Linked DNA regions of Sus scrofa: all the other regions are linked to region 1. The links are chromatin contacts, called in public Hi-C and HiChIP or PLAC-seq maps. All regions are on one chromosome and are shown on one strand. Each heading gives the region's core, a stretch centred on a gene start, on an enhancer-like site or on the middle of the called end of the contact. The rest is flanking DNA. Distances are from core to core; before and after follow the strand shown. Region 1 holds the start of CCM2 (cerebral cavernous malformations 2 protein). Region 2 holds the start of POLD2 (DNA polymerase delta 2, accessory subunit). Region 3 holds the start of GCK (glucokinase).

Region 1 (4,943 bases), core at 702-3,201:
ATATACACACTACTATACATAAAATAGGTAACCAACAGGACCTACTGGATAGTACAGAGAACTACCCTCAGTATTTTTGTAATAACCTATAAGGGAAGAGAATCTGAAAACGAATATATATAACTGACTCACTTTGCTGGATGCCTGAAATTAACACAACATTGTAAATCAACTCTACTTCAATTTTTAAAAAAGTTAAGAAAAAATGGAGAGAACTCTGAAGGCCACAATGATAGTAGATATAAGGGCAGCTACTATTCTGAGTGCTAAGCTTCTGAGGAATAACCTCGCCCCCTCAACCCCCCCAGGCTGAGGTCCAGCCTTTGGTAGAGAACAGCTCTGCTCAAGGAATGGCAGAGAAGTGCTGGCAGAACTTGCTGTAGTCCACCCTCCAGAGTGTGGGAAAACTGTTCCTGAAGGCGGCGTCTCGCCGACCTCAGACCACAGGGGAGCTGGGTGCTCCCGGCACTGGAGAGCCAGGTGCTTGCGAGAACCTGGAGCTGGAGAAGTTACCCTTGATGTAGGAAGGTGGGTGCTTTAGAGGCCTCTTTCTGCAGGTGCTTTTTCAGAAAGCTCACTGGAACCAGGCAGTAAAGCTCCTTCCTCCTGCACTGCCTCCCTGCAGTTTCTACCCGCAAAGCTTCACACTGGGCCGCCTGGCAAGGGAGGACAGCTCAAAGGGCCCAGCTCCATCCCACGATGGGAGCCGAGAGAGAGACCATTGACCCCTGGCACAGGATCTAACACTCTAAAAAGTTAACCAGTCGAGACAAATATTGTTTTGTTTGGTATCAGTTTACATTTTAGTTGAACAGCAGGGTTCTTACTGGCAGCTGTTTGGTGGCAAAACAGTGGGCCTGCTGCTGCTGACTCCACTTCACAGTGTGTTTTGGGCAAACCATCTCTCTGGACCTCATCGGTAAAAGGTGGCTGTTATTTCTAGGTGACTATTAAGGTTCTGTGTGTGGGAGTTCCCTTTGTGGTGCAGAGGAAACCAATGCGACTAGTAACCATGAGGTTGCAGGTTTGATCTCCGGCCTCGCTCAGTGGGTTAAGGATCCCGTGTTGCTGTGAGCTGTGGTGTAGGTCGCAGACACAGCTCAGATCCTGCGTGGCTGTGGCTGTGGTGTAGGCCGGCAGTTGTAGCTCCATTTCGACCCCTAGCCTGGGAACCTCTATGTGCCATTAAAAAAAAAAAAAAGGTTCTAGGTTTTATTTATTTATTCATTTTGTCTTTTCTAGGGCCGCATCCGCAGCATACGGAGGTTCCCAGGTGAGGGATCTAATCGGAGCTGTAGCCGCCAGCCTGCACCACAGCCCCAGCAACACGGGATCCGAGCCACGTCTGCAACCTACACCACAGCTCAGGGCAACGCTGGATCCCCAACCCACTGAGCGAGGGCAGGGATCGAACCCTCAACCGCATGGTTCCTAGTGGGACTCGTTAACCACTGAGCCACGAAGGGAACTCCCGTTCTACATTTTATTCTGGTAGGGTCCGGACGTACTCGCTGTTGCATTTAAACTTTCCCAACGTGTTTGTCTAAGGAAGGCTGACGCTGAAACACAGGAAGTCTTAGCAAAAAGTTTCACTGCACCCACACGAAAGAAGGGCAAAGGGAGAAAGGAAAGGGAGTGGTCCTGTGCCCCTTCCCCGAGGCCCCGCTCCTCGAGCAGCCCCGCCCAGGTCTTCCCGCCTTCACCTTCCTGCAGGCCCCGCCCTCCCACTCCCGCCAACCACTCCGGTCCGCAGCCCCGCCTCCGATGACCGCGCCCCCTCTCGCCAGCCCCTCCCAGAGCCCCCACACCCCCACTTCCCGTCCTCACCTTCCCACAGGCCCCGCCCCTCCCGCCGGCCCCGCCCACCGTTTCTTGGCGGCCTGAGCCTAATCTGCTTGAGCGTGAGGCAGGCTGGGAAGTTGGCTGCCCAAAAGATGGCGGCAGAATTGAAACGCTGGAGCCGCTCGTGCGGCCCTGAGGCGCCGGGCTTGTGGGCGCGGGCTGCAGGCCCTCCCTGAAGGGCGTGGGGTGGGACAGGGGCGCGACAGGCGCGCTCCCGCGGCCCTGAAAGGGGCGGGCAGGGCAGGCGCGTTCTCGGCCGCCTGGAAGGGCTGGGGGCGGAGCGTGTGGGCCGAGGGGGCGTGCGCGCGCGGGGCGGGGCGTGGTCGCGGGGGCGGGGCTGCGCCCTCGGTCCGGAAGTGCGGGGTGCGGGGTGCAGGGCGCGGACGGCCCCTGGCGGCCGCGGGAGGAGACTGCGGCCAGGCTAGCGGCGCAGGAGCGGCGGCGGCCGCGGGGCCGGGGCGAGCATGTAGCGGCCGCGGGCGGCGCGGGGCTCCCGGGGCGGGCCGGGCCGCGGGGGCCGCTCGCGGCGACATGGAGGAAGAGAGCAAGAAGGGCAAGAAGGTGAGGCTGCGGGGCGCGTCCTCCCGAGGGCCGGGCGCGGGGTGGGCTGGACCCCCGACCAAGGCAGGAGGCTGGCGGAAGGCGGAGGGTCTGGGGCTGGGACTAGGGGGGGAGTGAGGGGGACGCGGGAGGGTCGCTCGGGGCCGCCTGTCGGTCTGCCGGTGCGGGGCGTGGGAAAGTCTGGTTTCGGGAGGTCCGTGGAGGGGAGTTTTGATTTGGGAGGTTCAGTGTGGGGAGGCGAGGCGTGGGGAGGTCCGGGACGGGAGTCTGGCGTGTGGACTCCGGCGTGGGGAGGCCAGGCACAGGGAGGTCCCGGGCGGGAGTCCGGCGTGGAGAGGCCCCAGGTTGGAAGTCCGGCGTGGAGAGGCCCGGAGGCACCCGCGGTTGGGGTGAGCGTGGCGGGCAGGCCAGGGCCCCCCGGTGGACAGTCCACGGTCAGTCCCGGACAGGGTCGTGGGAGTCGGTCTCTGCGCGATGGAGTACGAGGCGAGCCCCTGGACAATGGGGTTAGGTGGTCCTTTGCCGGCCGGGAGCGCGGGGGAGGAAGGAGCCACGCCTTTCCGCCCCTTCCGGTCAGTAACTCTGCCCCAAACCCAGGCTGTCCACATGGCCTTCCCCGCGGGTCAGTGACCAGGGGCTGCAGAGGAGCTGGCCCTGGTTATGGGCCAGAAAGTTTTCCAGGGTTAGTATCTTTGAGAAAATGGGGTGTACGGTAATGGAGAAACATTTGCTGCTGAGTTGACTTCAATTTTGGGGTATCAAGTAAAAGCAAAAACCGTGTTTCATGGTACAGCAGGCTCACTCACGGTAGGCCCGCAGAGGTCGAGTTTTGCTCTACCTAATCCCAGCTGAGTGATTTCAGTGATGTTATGTTTGGCAGTTAGATTTAGGACATAGTTCAAGAGGTTCCTCAGTCTGTGTAATTTTAAAAGTGTGGCTTTAATTACAGGCTAGAGTAATCGATAAACTCACCATTTTTCGGAGACAAATAACCACGTGGGATAAGCTGTCATCAAAATGGAAAATGGGTTTCAATGCAGTGCATCTTTTTCAAATACAGGCTTTATAATTGACGTGTCTTACCTATTATTTTCGTTTTGATAAATGTGTGTGCACTTTTATACACAAGTTTAATAAAAGACCTTGATAAATTCCGCGACCCTCTGCTTTTCAGAGGCAGCCGTCCTTGCGGCGATGATTACGCATCGCAGGGTGCCCCATTTTACTGAGGTATTTGAAGGGAAGTGCAGGCAGGTGGTCTTCAGAGGACTGTGTAATGCCGCTTCTCCCACCTCCTTTACTCCTTCCTTTCTTATGTTATCCATACACACGTCTGGAGTTCCCGTCGTGGCTCAGCGGTTAACGAACCCGACTAGCATCCATGAGGACATGGGTTCGATCCCTGGCTTCTCAGGGGGTTAAGGATCTGGCATGGCCGTGAGCTGTGGTGTAGGTTGCAGACTCGGCTCGGATCCCGCGTTGCTGTGGCTGTGGTGTAGGCCGGCAGCTACAGCTCTGATTGGACCCCTAGCCTGGGAACCTCTGTATGCTGTGTGTTCAGCCCTAAAAAGACAAACAAACAAAAAATACTCGTATCTAATTTAAGTGCAGTGTCAGTTGCAGTTCTCTACAAAGATGGTTGAGGTCTGGAAAGCAACCCGAGAAGGGGATTCAGCCGGCAAGCGACAGACCTCAGGGGGACGCCGGCCACTGCACAGCGGGAGCGGGAGCGCTGAGTTCAGCGTTTCTGCCAAAGCGGAGAGGAGGCACCATGTGAAATGCAGTCAGTTCTACTGTTCCCTGCCACAGGTGGGCAGGCGGGCCAGGGCCCTAGTAGGGCATGGCCTGTGTCCAGTGCTCTTGGCTGCCGGCGTTCCATAGAGGAGCCTGTCCAGTCCTAGCAGAGGACCTGTTTTGGCCCCACAGAGTCTTCGACAGTCCGTCCAAACAGGGCCTGCTAAGGAGGGTTACTCCTTCCACATGCATGCTATCCTGTCTTGCCAGGGAAGCATGAGAATGACTGCATTTTCTCTAGAGCCTTCTATCAGCTTTGGTAGAAACATTTGAGCGTTCAGCAATATTGAGAGAGACAAAGAGGTAACACATTCCTGAGCCTTTGGAATAGAGGTTAAACACCAGTGCAACTGCTTCCCATCATGGCTCAGGGGTACCAAACCTGACTTGTATTCATGACGACTTGGGTTCAACCCTGGCCCCACTCAGTCGGTTAAGGATCTGGCATTGCCGAGAGCTGTGGTGTAGGTCGCAGACGTGGCTCGGATCCAGTGGTGTAGGCAGGCAGCTGCAGCTCTGATTTGACCCCTAGCCTGGGAACCTCCACATGCCATGGGTGCTGCCCTAAAAAGGCAAAAAAAAAAAAAACCAAAAAAAACCCCACCACCTTTTATAGTGGGGGAGGGGCGGGGGCAGGCACCGGGAAGGTGGAGGCTCAGAGGAGGGCAGGACCTGTCACTCTCTCTGTTAGAGGAGGTGATGGGTTATTACGGAGTCGCCTAAGCTGGGCGTTCTGTGTTTTCTTT
Region 2 (4,943 bases), core at 713-3,212, 590 kb before region 1:
TCCGCAGCATGCAGAAGTTCCCAGGCCGGGGACTGAACTCACGCCGCAGCAGTGACCCAAGCTGCAACAGTGACAATGCCAGATCCTTAACTACTAGGCTATCAGGGAACTCCCAGAAAGCCACTCTTATAAGCAGTAAGAGTGAGGTGATGCAGCATCACCCAAAAGTTGAAGGTGGTGGTGGGGTCCTGCTTCACCAAGGATAACGTAAAGCAGGACAGATCACCAAGGAAGAAACGGGAAAAAAAGAGAAAGATCTGCACTGCCCAGGCCACGTGATTATGAAAAGAAAGACGGCCCCAAGGCACAGGAGACTGGTGCCCAACAAACACAGAAACACTTCCCCAAACTCATCACTTACCCCAGCGCTGCCTGGCCCGGCTCACCAGGAAGGGCCTCATCTGGACCAGGCGGGTGGCATAAATGTGGGCATACTGCCGGTTAAAGCTGCGCTCCCCTAGTCGGAAGGGCTGGGACGAGTTGGTGTAAGTCACCACGGGGATTCGGTCAAAAGTGGCGTTGCTGGCTGATGGTGGGGACAGCAGAGTGTGCGCCCTCTGGGCAGCCTGCTCAGAAAACATGGCCATGCTTGATGCGTCCAGACCTACTGAGGCCAGGCCGAGGAGGAGGCGGACCCTGTGAGAACACAAATGCAGTCCTGAAGCCCCAGCCCACGCCCACAGCAGCTGCGTTCCTGGTGTGGCTCCTCTGTGCCCACAGAGCACCAGGAGGAGGGGGAGACCTGTAGTGACCAGCACCTGGAACTCGACTGTGCTACCAACGCCTTGCCCCGTACCCTTCACCCAAAGGGGAGATGAGGAAAGCTAGGAAATGCTTCTCCCACCCACAGTTCTCCAAACCATCCCAAGGGTCCCCTGCCTGCCGCACGCCTCCACCTGGACAACTCTCGGGGTCTCAAACTCCACCCCCCCAAGTGGAATGCCTCCTCCGCCTCCAGCCAGCTCCTGGGCATCTGCCCCATCTCAGGGTGTGAAGCCAGCCTGTTATCACACAAGCCTACTATAAAGTTATTAAATAATATAAGTACTCACTTCTCTGCTCAAAAACCTCCAAAGATTCCCCATTTCACAGAATAAAAACCCCAGTCCCTACAGTGGCCTAAGAGATCTGCCCTCCTGGTTCCACTCTCCTGCACCTCCCCCCCCCCCCCATCCCGTGGCCAGCTCTTCTCCCACACACGTGTGGCTCACTGCCTTCAGGCTGCTCAAAACTCACCTTCTCCACCTGTAACCCTCCCCTGCCACTTCTGCTTCTCCAGTGTTTATTGTTTTCCATGGCAGTGATCTTCCAACAAACAATACATTTTAAGTTTACTGTCTGCCTCCTCGGACTAGAGTAAAACCTCCAGGAGCGCAGAGGTATAGGCACCTGAGCCCATTTTCCAGAAGCAGCCACGAGCCCCACTGAGATGTGCTTCAGGCGTGAAATCCACAGCAGGTTCCAAGATCAGTGGAAGGAGTAGCTCAGTCATTACTCTACATGCGTGCTGGGATGATAACAGTTTGCGTGTAACGGGTTAAATAAGATGTGGCAGGCACTAAATTCAATTTCTACTCCCTCCTCTTTTTTTTTTTTTTTTTAAATGGCCTTTTTAGATTGGGTACTAGGTGACTTGTATTCTGTCCCTATCGAACAGCTATGGGCTGAGACGGAATCTGAATTAACTTTCTGCCCCAAAGTGCAGAGCCGGGGCGGCACTCTAGCCGCAGTCTCGGAAGGAGCCCTAGGGCCATAAGCCCCAGACCACGGCCTCGGCCCGCGCCCTGGGGCCGTCTTGGGGGGGATACAGCAGAGACACCGCTCAGCCCTAGCGAGACGCCGCTCAACCCGCCGCTACGAGTGGACACCCGGGCCCCTACTTGGCCAGGGCGACACGAGACCCCACTTACCTCGCTGTGCGACGCGATCCGCCCACTGCCGCGCGCCGTCTCCCGCCAATCCGCGCGCCCCGCTCCGCCCACTGCCGTATCCTGCTAATCGCCGAGCGCCCCACCGCGCTCCTCACCGCCGGGCCCGCCCACCGCCGCGCACTGTCTCCCGCCAGTCCGCGCACCTCATCCCGCCCATGCTGCATCCGGCCAATCGCTGCGCTCCCAGCTCCGTCCATCACCGCGGGGCCGGCCCACCTTCGCGCAACCCCCCTCTCCCGCCAATCCGAGCGCGCTCTGCCCCATACATTGCCGCGCGCTCCGCCTCCTGAGCCTTGCGCGTGCGCGGGGTCACGCCCCCGGTTCCTTGGGCAAAACCGGCTTGGTTTGGCGTCAAGGTACTCACGGTCACGTTTGTGCTGTCCGTCGTTCCGACCTGGGCTGTCGCTGAGGTCACCGCACTTTCCCGAGTGTTAGCCCTTGTCGCGCCTCCCCAGGATCCGGCCTGGTGCCCGACTCTGGTGGACACCGCTTCTGAAAACAGGGTGGGAGGACCAAGGCAGATGTTTGCACCGTCCAAGGGGAGCGATGACTCCGAGGCAAGTCCTAGAACTGGGCCGGGCACTGGGCTCCAGGACGGCAGGGGAGGCCTTGTAGGGTGAGGGTGAGGGAAGCAGACCAGCTGTCTTCAGCTCTTCGCACAGGGCCAACAGCTCTGCCAGCCTCCACCCGACACCCCCCAGTCACTGTTGTCCTCGCTGCCCTCATCATCCACGCTCCTTCCTACCCACCAGGGCCTCCCCCGGCCGTCCCCCATTTCGGGGAGGTGAGAGGATGTCTCTTTTACACATCTCCACCCATCCCAGAATTCCTAAGCAAGCGCGAGTGGCCCTTCCCCATGAAACTTCTCCATACCCACCAGCTCTGGGATGTAGTCTCCGGTGCCCTTTGGCACATGCTGTTCTGCTCTGTCACTACATCTGTTTCCCAAATCTCGGTTTCGTCTCCGCCGCAAAGTAGACAGATAATGATGGATAACACATAAAAGCCTTTGCTATGGACCTAACACTATTTGAAATTCTCGACGCGTATTAATCCAGCTAATCCTCACATAACCGTTTGAAGATGGAGAAACTGAGGCACAATGAGGTCACAGGGCTAGTGAATACCAGCTAGGACACACACCAAGGCAGCCTGACATTGTATGTGTGCTGGCCTTCTGCATGTGCAGCTGAATTACCCACCTAATTAACCGTGACTTTGCTTTTGCCCCTGCCATTTAATTAGGCACTTGTCAAACATCCAGTTGGATGTGTTTGGATAAATCTGCCCTCAAGGGCATATGGGAACCCAGTCCAGTTCACTTATCACGGTGCCTGGCACACGGAGACTCCCAATTCAGCTTATGTTTGTTGAATGAATATATGGGCTTTTTTGGGGGGGGGGGAGGTAATGGGCTAAGTGTCTTAAGAACATCATCTCATTGAGAATTACCTTAGCCCTGTGAGGCAAGTACTATTATCTCCACTTTACAAAAAGATTCATAGTTTCCCCAGGGCTAGAATTGGAACCCACCTGCCTGCTTCTCCTGGGCGAGTGCTCAGGCATGGAGCCGTGCAGCCTTTCCACTGAGCTCTGCTACCCGCAGGTCTGGGCCAGGTGCACAGTTGGGGCAGCTAAGGGGGTCTGTCCTAGACCCCAAGGCATCAGTCCTTGACTCTCTTCTCCTGGCTGGCTGTACGATGGAGAGGCTAGCGTGTTGACTTCCCTGGCCTCCCTGGCAGCCAGAGGTAGTAATGAGATCAGGTCTGGCAGAGACATAAGGGGAAGTCTGGTAGGGATTGGGGGAGTGCCTGTCAGGCTTCTGAGAAATCTGCTTTTGTGATAAAAGGGAGGGACACAGCCTACTGTCTTTCTTCATCTTTCTGTAGTGAACACGGTGCCAGGCCTTGTCCTGCAAGGATGTGCGCCAGCACTTAGCTCCTGGACTGGGACCTGCAATTGCTAACTCTTTATTTCATTTTATAAAATGAACCCCTGGAGTTCCCGTTGTGGCTCAACAGGTTAAGAATTAGACCTTGTCTCTGTGAGGATGTAGATTTAATTCCCGGCTTTGCTCAGTGGGTGGAGGATCTGGCGTTGCCGCAAGCTGTGGCCTAGGTCACAGACGTGGCTCAGATCCCTGTGGCGGCTGGCAGCTGCAGCTCCAATTCAGCCCCTCGTCTGGGAACATCCATATGCGCAGGTGCGGCCCTAAAAAGACAAAAAAGAAGAAGAAGAAGAAGAAGAACCCTGATTTGTGTTCTCCACTTTGGCCTTTGTGACTGTGACATGTGACGTGTTCCTCAGTGATGTGTGCAGGACTATCAAAGAGCAGAGGGCAGCCAAAAGCCTTAACAGAAGCCGTGTCTTTGGGTTTGGGCCCCTTGAAATAAGTACAGGCTCCCACGAAAGCAAGGGCTGGGCAGAACGGCCTTACAGGCAGAGGGCCTTCTAGAAGGCTCACCTATGATATTAGGTTGCCGAAGGAAGAACGCACAAGGCCAAGTCAGGAAAGCAAGAGAGATTTATCAAGGCATCCAAAACAGACGGGTAGAGCTCAAGATAGCACCAGCCCCGAGGGCGAGGAGAAGTTAGTCTCATAAAGGCTCGTGGTGGGCATCTCGGTCCAGGGTCTATGGCGGGAACTTGAAAGGAAGGTCACACAATTTGGGGAAGGGGTCGGGGGGTCCCGTCCCACGACTGAGTGATGGTGGCAGGGAAAATCACAGGGGAAGGGAAAATGACCAAATGTGAGATGATGGTGGGCGTCGGAGTCTCACAAGCGGGTAAATGCAGCAACGGGAATCGACGGACACGGGGCATCTTCACCGGTGGTTAATCTCTGCAGGCAGTTGTTTCCTGTAAACTGTTGTCTCTTTCTGTCCAACTCAAATGGCTACATTTCAAAATTGAGAGACTGAAACGCCGTGTATCCGTGGCGGGACAGGGGCAGGCAGCCTTGGAGGGGTGGGAGGAGGAGGAAGTGGGGCGTTGAGGAGGAGCCCCAGGAGG
Region 3 (4,943 bases), core at 1,065-3,564, 530 kb before region 1:
TGGACATCGCAGTCTCATGCCTCCCCTGTCTGGTCCTGGCACCTTGCTAACTGGAGCTCTAAGGGCAGCCAACACAGGGCTGAGACAAGTGAAAAAAAAAAAAAAAACAAAAAAAACCAGCAGCACTCAGGCCCTCTTTCTTTGGAAATTTGGCATTTTGCTCATCATAATTTTTTTGCATTAATTTTGATTCTTAGGAATTTGCATTAAAATATTTGTCTTGGAGTTCTCATTGTGGCACAGTGGGGTAAGAATCCGACCGTAGCAGCTCGGGTTACTGCGGAGGCATGGGTTTGATCCTCCGGCCCGGCACAGTGGGTTAAGGGATCGGGCATTGCTGAAGCCGCTGTGTAGATCGGATTCAACCCTTGGCCTGGGAACTTTCATATGCGGTGGGTGAGGCCATAAAAAACATATATACATTATTTGTCTTGATGGCTGATATTTTTGGTGTCCTCTTAAAGCGCCTCCAGAGGCAGTGCCTCCCCCATGCTCCCAGGCCTGACAAGGCTGTCAGTGATCCGTGAGACAACCCCCCCCCCATTCCCACCCGCCTGTGCTCAGGAGCCAGCCTGGCTCCTGATCGGGGACCAGCACCCCGTGTGCAGGTGGAACAGAAATGGTTTCCCACACGGAGCATTGTGTCCCCGGGGACAAAGGAGCAGGGGCGTGGGCCAGCCCCATGGGGCTGAGGTGGTGGGCTCCCCACACCAGGTCCCCATAGCAGGCCACAGGCCCCATCTCCCGCTGTCACCACACCAGCTCTCTGCTTGTGCCAAAGACACCACCTCCCTTCTCCCCGGTGCCCCCCACGGCCCCTTGTGCAAGATTTCTCAGCCAAGCTCTGACCACAGCCCCAGGGACCGGCAGACATGGGCTTCCTGCTGCCTGCAGCTGTGGGCGTCCGGCTCTGGGTGGTTGTTTTTCTCCCGACATCATTAGCTCTGCCAGGAGCAGAACCAGCCCCGGGTTTATGCTGACCTCGTCATTTCACCCAAGGAGAAGAAACGGCAGGGGAGGAGGAAACCACGCCGGAGGGACTGGCCGCGGGCCCTTTCCTCCAACGCCTCCGCCCAGCCCGGCTTGGAGGAGCGGCCTGCTCTCCCCGCCACCCTGCCGCCAGCTCTGGCTCCTCTGCGCACTGCTTGGGCACAGGGCTGCCCCAGAGGACGTCTGGATTTTTCTTGGTTTTGGAAAATGTAACTCTCTCTGCTCCTGGCCTGGAGCAATGGGCCTCAGGCTCCTGAGCAAGAGAGCTCTCTTCGGGGAAGCCTGGCTTTCTGAGCCTTTCCATGATGACTGTAGGGTCTTGCTTCTGCCCCTAAGCAAGTGGGTTCTACCCCCAAGATCCCAGGCCCCAAGCTCCCCGGCTGGGGCTCTAAACTTCCCAGACCCTTTACGGAGTGGGGGTCACCTCCCAGGCCTCCTGGCAGCCTGTGCCTTCTAGGTCACAGGGCCGGAGTCTGGAGCCCTGGAGAAAGGACCTGGTCTGCCCAACAAAGTTAGCGCCACACAATTCACCCCAAGTGGATCGTCCCTAAAGCAGCTACACATACGGTCAGATACCAAGGAGCAGACACTTGTCCAAGCCAAACAAGCCCCTGGATGGAGGAGAGTATGAGAAACCCTTGTAGAAAACCAGAAGGGGCAGAGACCTACCTTTTCCTTCTTGGCGCTCTCCATCCTGGCTCTGTCATCCAGCATCTGTACTGCAGCCAGCCCGTGGGAGCTGGGACCCCTCTGCGTTCCCCAACAGGCTTCCAAGGCAGAAATAGCCCCAGCTTCTTCCAGGTGAGTGGCACGGCCAGCCTGGGTGTCTGGGAGAATAGGGCCCACCCTCTGGCTGGACTCTGGCTTGAGGTTCAATCACAGAGTTTCCTCCTTTTCATTGTTCTCCAGCAAGCCTGAGAGCCTCCCCTTCTGGGTCGCAGCCGGGACCCTTCCCCACGGAGGCCTCGTCAGGCTGGGTGTGGCCAGGGCAGGGCCATCGCCGGGCTCCAGGGCTGGTCAGGGCTGGTCAGCTTTTTCTCTGGGCTGTGCTGATCTCTGACGGCGTGGTGTTCTCTTAATAGACTCAGCAGACTCTTTCTCTGAGGGGCAGCGTTTGAGTAATTAGGCTGCAGGCGACTGTGTTTCTCTCTCACACCCCAACCTGTTTCCCCAAGGCTCAGTCACTGCCCAACACTTCCTGCTCCAACCAGGTGTGGATGGGAAATTCTCCTGCCAGGGCTTTCTGTGCTCCCGTGAGGGCCCACACTGCCATGGCAACCAGGAGCAGGCCTCTGCGCTCACACCCTCCAGCCTCCACAGGGCTGACCATCCTGTCATTAGAGCTGCCATGCAGAAAACTGGGCCTCCATTCCCATCGCCATAGCAACAGCCCAATCGCCTTATCATCGCAGACTTTGCCACCTGCACAGTTCCCATGGCAGGGTCACAGGGTCTTCCAAACTCACGACCTAAAAAGTAGAGGCCCCATGAGTCTAAGAACCAGAGGAGAGGGAGTGGATAGCTTGGCCACCAGCATTGCCACATGTGCCCAGACCACCCTCGAGCTTTGGTCACTGCCTTCCCGGCCTGAGCTGGGATCCCGCAGAAGGAGCAAGGAGTGCCCGGTGGGACCTCGCCAGATGGATGTGCTGTAACATTTTTAAACCAACTTCCTGTTGATGGTCATCCGGGCAGTTTCAGTTTTTTTTCTGTTATAAATCTTGGTCTTTCACCAAGATTTTTTGTTTGTTTCATGAACACATGCACATGTTTCTTTTGGATGGTTCCTAGAGGCTGAATTGCTAGATCAGATGCTGTGCACGTTTTGTGATTGTGCAACAGGACTGCATTGGCCCCTCAAATGGTTTCACCAATTTATGAGTCCTTCCACTTTCATTAGGAGTTTGGCTACTTACTGGCCAAAACTTGAGATGAAGAATCTTTCTGATTTTTGCCCATCACTGCCATTTGAATTGCATAAGGGCTGGACACCTTTTTCACATGTTTATGGTTATCTGTCTAAGGATGATTCGTTTATATTAACTGTTATATATTATATAATATATGACATTATATATTAACTGTTTTGTCACTGAATTGTCTTCTACTTCTCAATTTGTATGAACTATTTTTATATTCCATCAATAAGATCTATTAATACTCTGCTTGTTAAATATGCTATAATTATAATACCTCCCCCAGCTGATTGACCTATGCACACTGAGGTATATGAAATAATTGGCCAATGGAGACTTGCTGTATAGCACAGAGAACTCTACCCAATATTCTGTGATCATCTATGTAGGAAAAGAATTTGAAAGAGAATGGATGTGTGTACATGCATAACTGAATCACTTTGTTATCACAATCTTGTAAATCAACTCTACTCAGTAAAACTTAAAAAAAGAAAAAAAACCCTCTTCCAGTCTACTGCTAAACTTACAGCTTGATCAGTGGTGTCTTCCGTCATACAGAAGTATTTCTTTTTTTCTGAATCTCAGTCTTGGCTTTCTTTTTTTTTTTTTTTTTTTTTTTCAGCTGGTGTCTTTAAGAAAAGCATTTCCCACCCAAAATTAGAAAAATGTTCTTCCACACTTCCTTCTAATATTTTTCCAAAATTTTTAAACATTTAACACTTTGGCCCCTCTAGAATTCGCTAGTGTATAGTAACAGCTAGGAGTCTAATATTTGTTGGGTAGGCTAGCCTCTCTCCATTGATTTGTATTGTGGACTGCGCCACAGTTTGTGCTCCACTATTGTAATTCTCTGTTCTGAGGGAATGGCTCAGCTCTGATCACCTCGCAGGTGTGATCATAAGCCAGCAGACCAAGTCTGGAACCACAGCTATCAGAACACTTTGTGATCCCCTGGGAACTGAGGCCACAGTTGTAAGGAGCTGCTCCGAGGCCACCTCACATTCTCTTCCCCATCTGCCTGGGATTTCCCCAAATCTCTGGTTCCAAGATGTGAGGCTTTCTGCCCCTGCCCCTCGAGGTGCAGCTGTGTCTAGAATGGGCTTCCAGGAGTTCCCGTGTGGTTCAGCGGTAACGAGCCCACCTAGTATCCATGAGAATGTGCGTTCAATCCCTGGCCTCACTCAGAGGGTTAAGGATCTGGAATTGCGTTGAGCTTCCGTGTAGTTCGAAGATGCAGCTCAGATTTGGCATTGCTGTGGCTGTGGCGTAGGCTGACAGCTGCAGCTCTGATTCAACCCCTAGCCTGGGAACTGCCATATGGCATGGGTGTGGCCCCCCAAATAAATAAATAAATAGAATGGGCTTCCAGTCAGAAGTAAAGTTTTAGAGTGACTTGGGGTGCAGGCGTCCAGCCTCTTTGGGTGGGTGTCATCCTTTGCATGAGACAAGGATGGGAAGCAGTGGCCTTGGATGCTCTTCTACTCTTCTTTTTTTCATCTCTTCTCTCCTGCCTGTGTGCCTAACAGATTGTCTGAATGTAAAAGCAGCTCTTGATATTCTGCCTGCCTTGGCCTCAGCTCTGCCTGTGAGCTGGATATCTCTCTGTCCATTCCTGTGTTTCCCACACTTTTTCAGTGGGCACAATTTTTTAGTTTTTTGATATCCGTCCAGATAGGCATCCCCTTTTATTTTCCTACAAAATTTTCTTCACCATAAGCCTTTTATCTTTCATGTAAGTTTTAGAATCTATTCATCTCTTTTCACTAAAATAATGTTTTATTATTTTTCTCATATAGATCTTAAACATTTCTTAATTACTCCTAAAGAAAGGAAACATATTTATCAGAAGGAAAAATTATCATTATACCTGATTAAAATATTTATGATTCACAAAGTACTTTTCCATTCATTCTGTCATCTGATCAGTCTTGGGACAGTGGGCAGGGGTGTTATTATTTTTTTACCACTTTCATGAGTAGTGAAACTGGGAAGGTTCAAGGATTGGGCCGCAAAGGTCTGTGATGCTCACTGTTCCCC

Evidence for each region. Hi-C and Micro-C count contacts between places; a contact is called where the count stands out from the background. HiChIP or PLAC-seq counts read pairs in DNA pulled down with a chosen protein or histone mark.
Region 2: an H3K27ac HiChIP or PLAC-seq map of alveolar macrophages shows a contact between it and region 1. The contact joins the promoter of POLD2 here to the promoter of CCM2 in region 1. A contact is called at or near these places in 1 of 5 promoter capture datasets (fetal liver) and 1 of 2 datasets of contacts at active chromatin or transcription factors (alveolar macrophages).
Region 3: a Hi-C map of liver shows a contact between it and region 1, with 2.5 times the contacts expected there. The contact joins the promoter of GCK here to the promoter of CCM2 in region 1. A contact is called at or near these places in 1 of 5 promoter capture datasets (fetal liver), 1 of 47 Hi-C or Micro-C datasets (liver) and 1 of 2 datasets of contacts at active chromatin or transcription factors (alveolar macrophages).

The regions. Positions count from the first base shown.
Region 1 is chr18:50,447,450-50,452,392 of Sscrofa11.1, reverse strand. CCM2 (cerebral cavernous malformations 2 protein) reads left to right here and starts at 1,951. Exons shown (of 10, transcript XM_021079071.1): 1 at 1,951-2,403. The coding sequence starts at 2,374. It overlaps LOC100739791 (a long non-coding RNA gene), which reads right to left and starts at 1,881. Exons shown (of 6, transcript XR_002340445.1): 1 at 1,867-1,881.
Region 2 is chr18:51,035,328-51,040,270 of Sscrofa11.1, reverse strand. POLD2 (DNA polymerase delta 2, accessory subunit) reads right to left here and starts at 1,962. Exons shown (of 11, transcript NM_001244996.1): 1 at 1,911-1,962; 2 at 362-636. The coding sequence starts at 587.
Region 3 is chr18:50,976,538-50,981,480 of Sscrofa11.1, reverse strand. It overlaps GCK (glucokinase), which reads right to left and starts at 2,314. Exons shown (of 10, transcript XM_013985832.2): 1 at 1,660-2,314. The coding sequence starts at 1,704.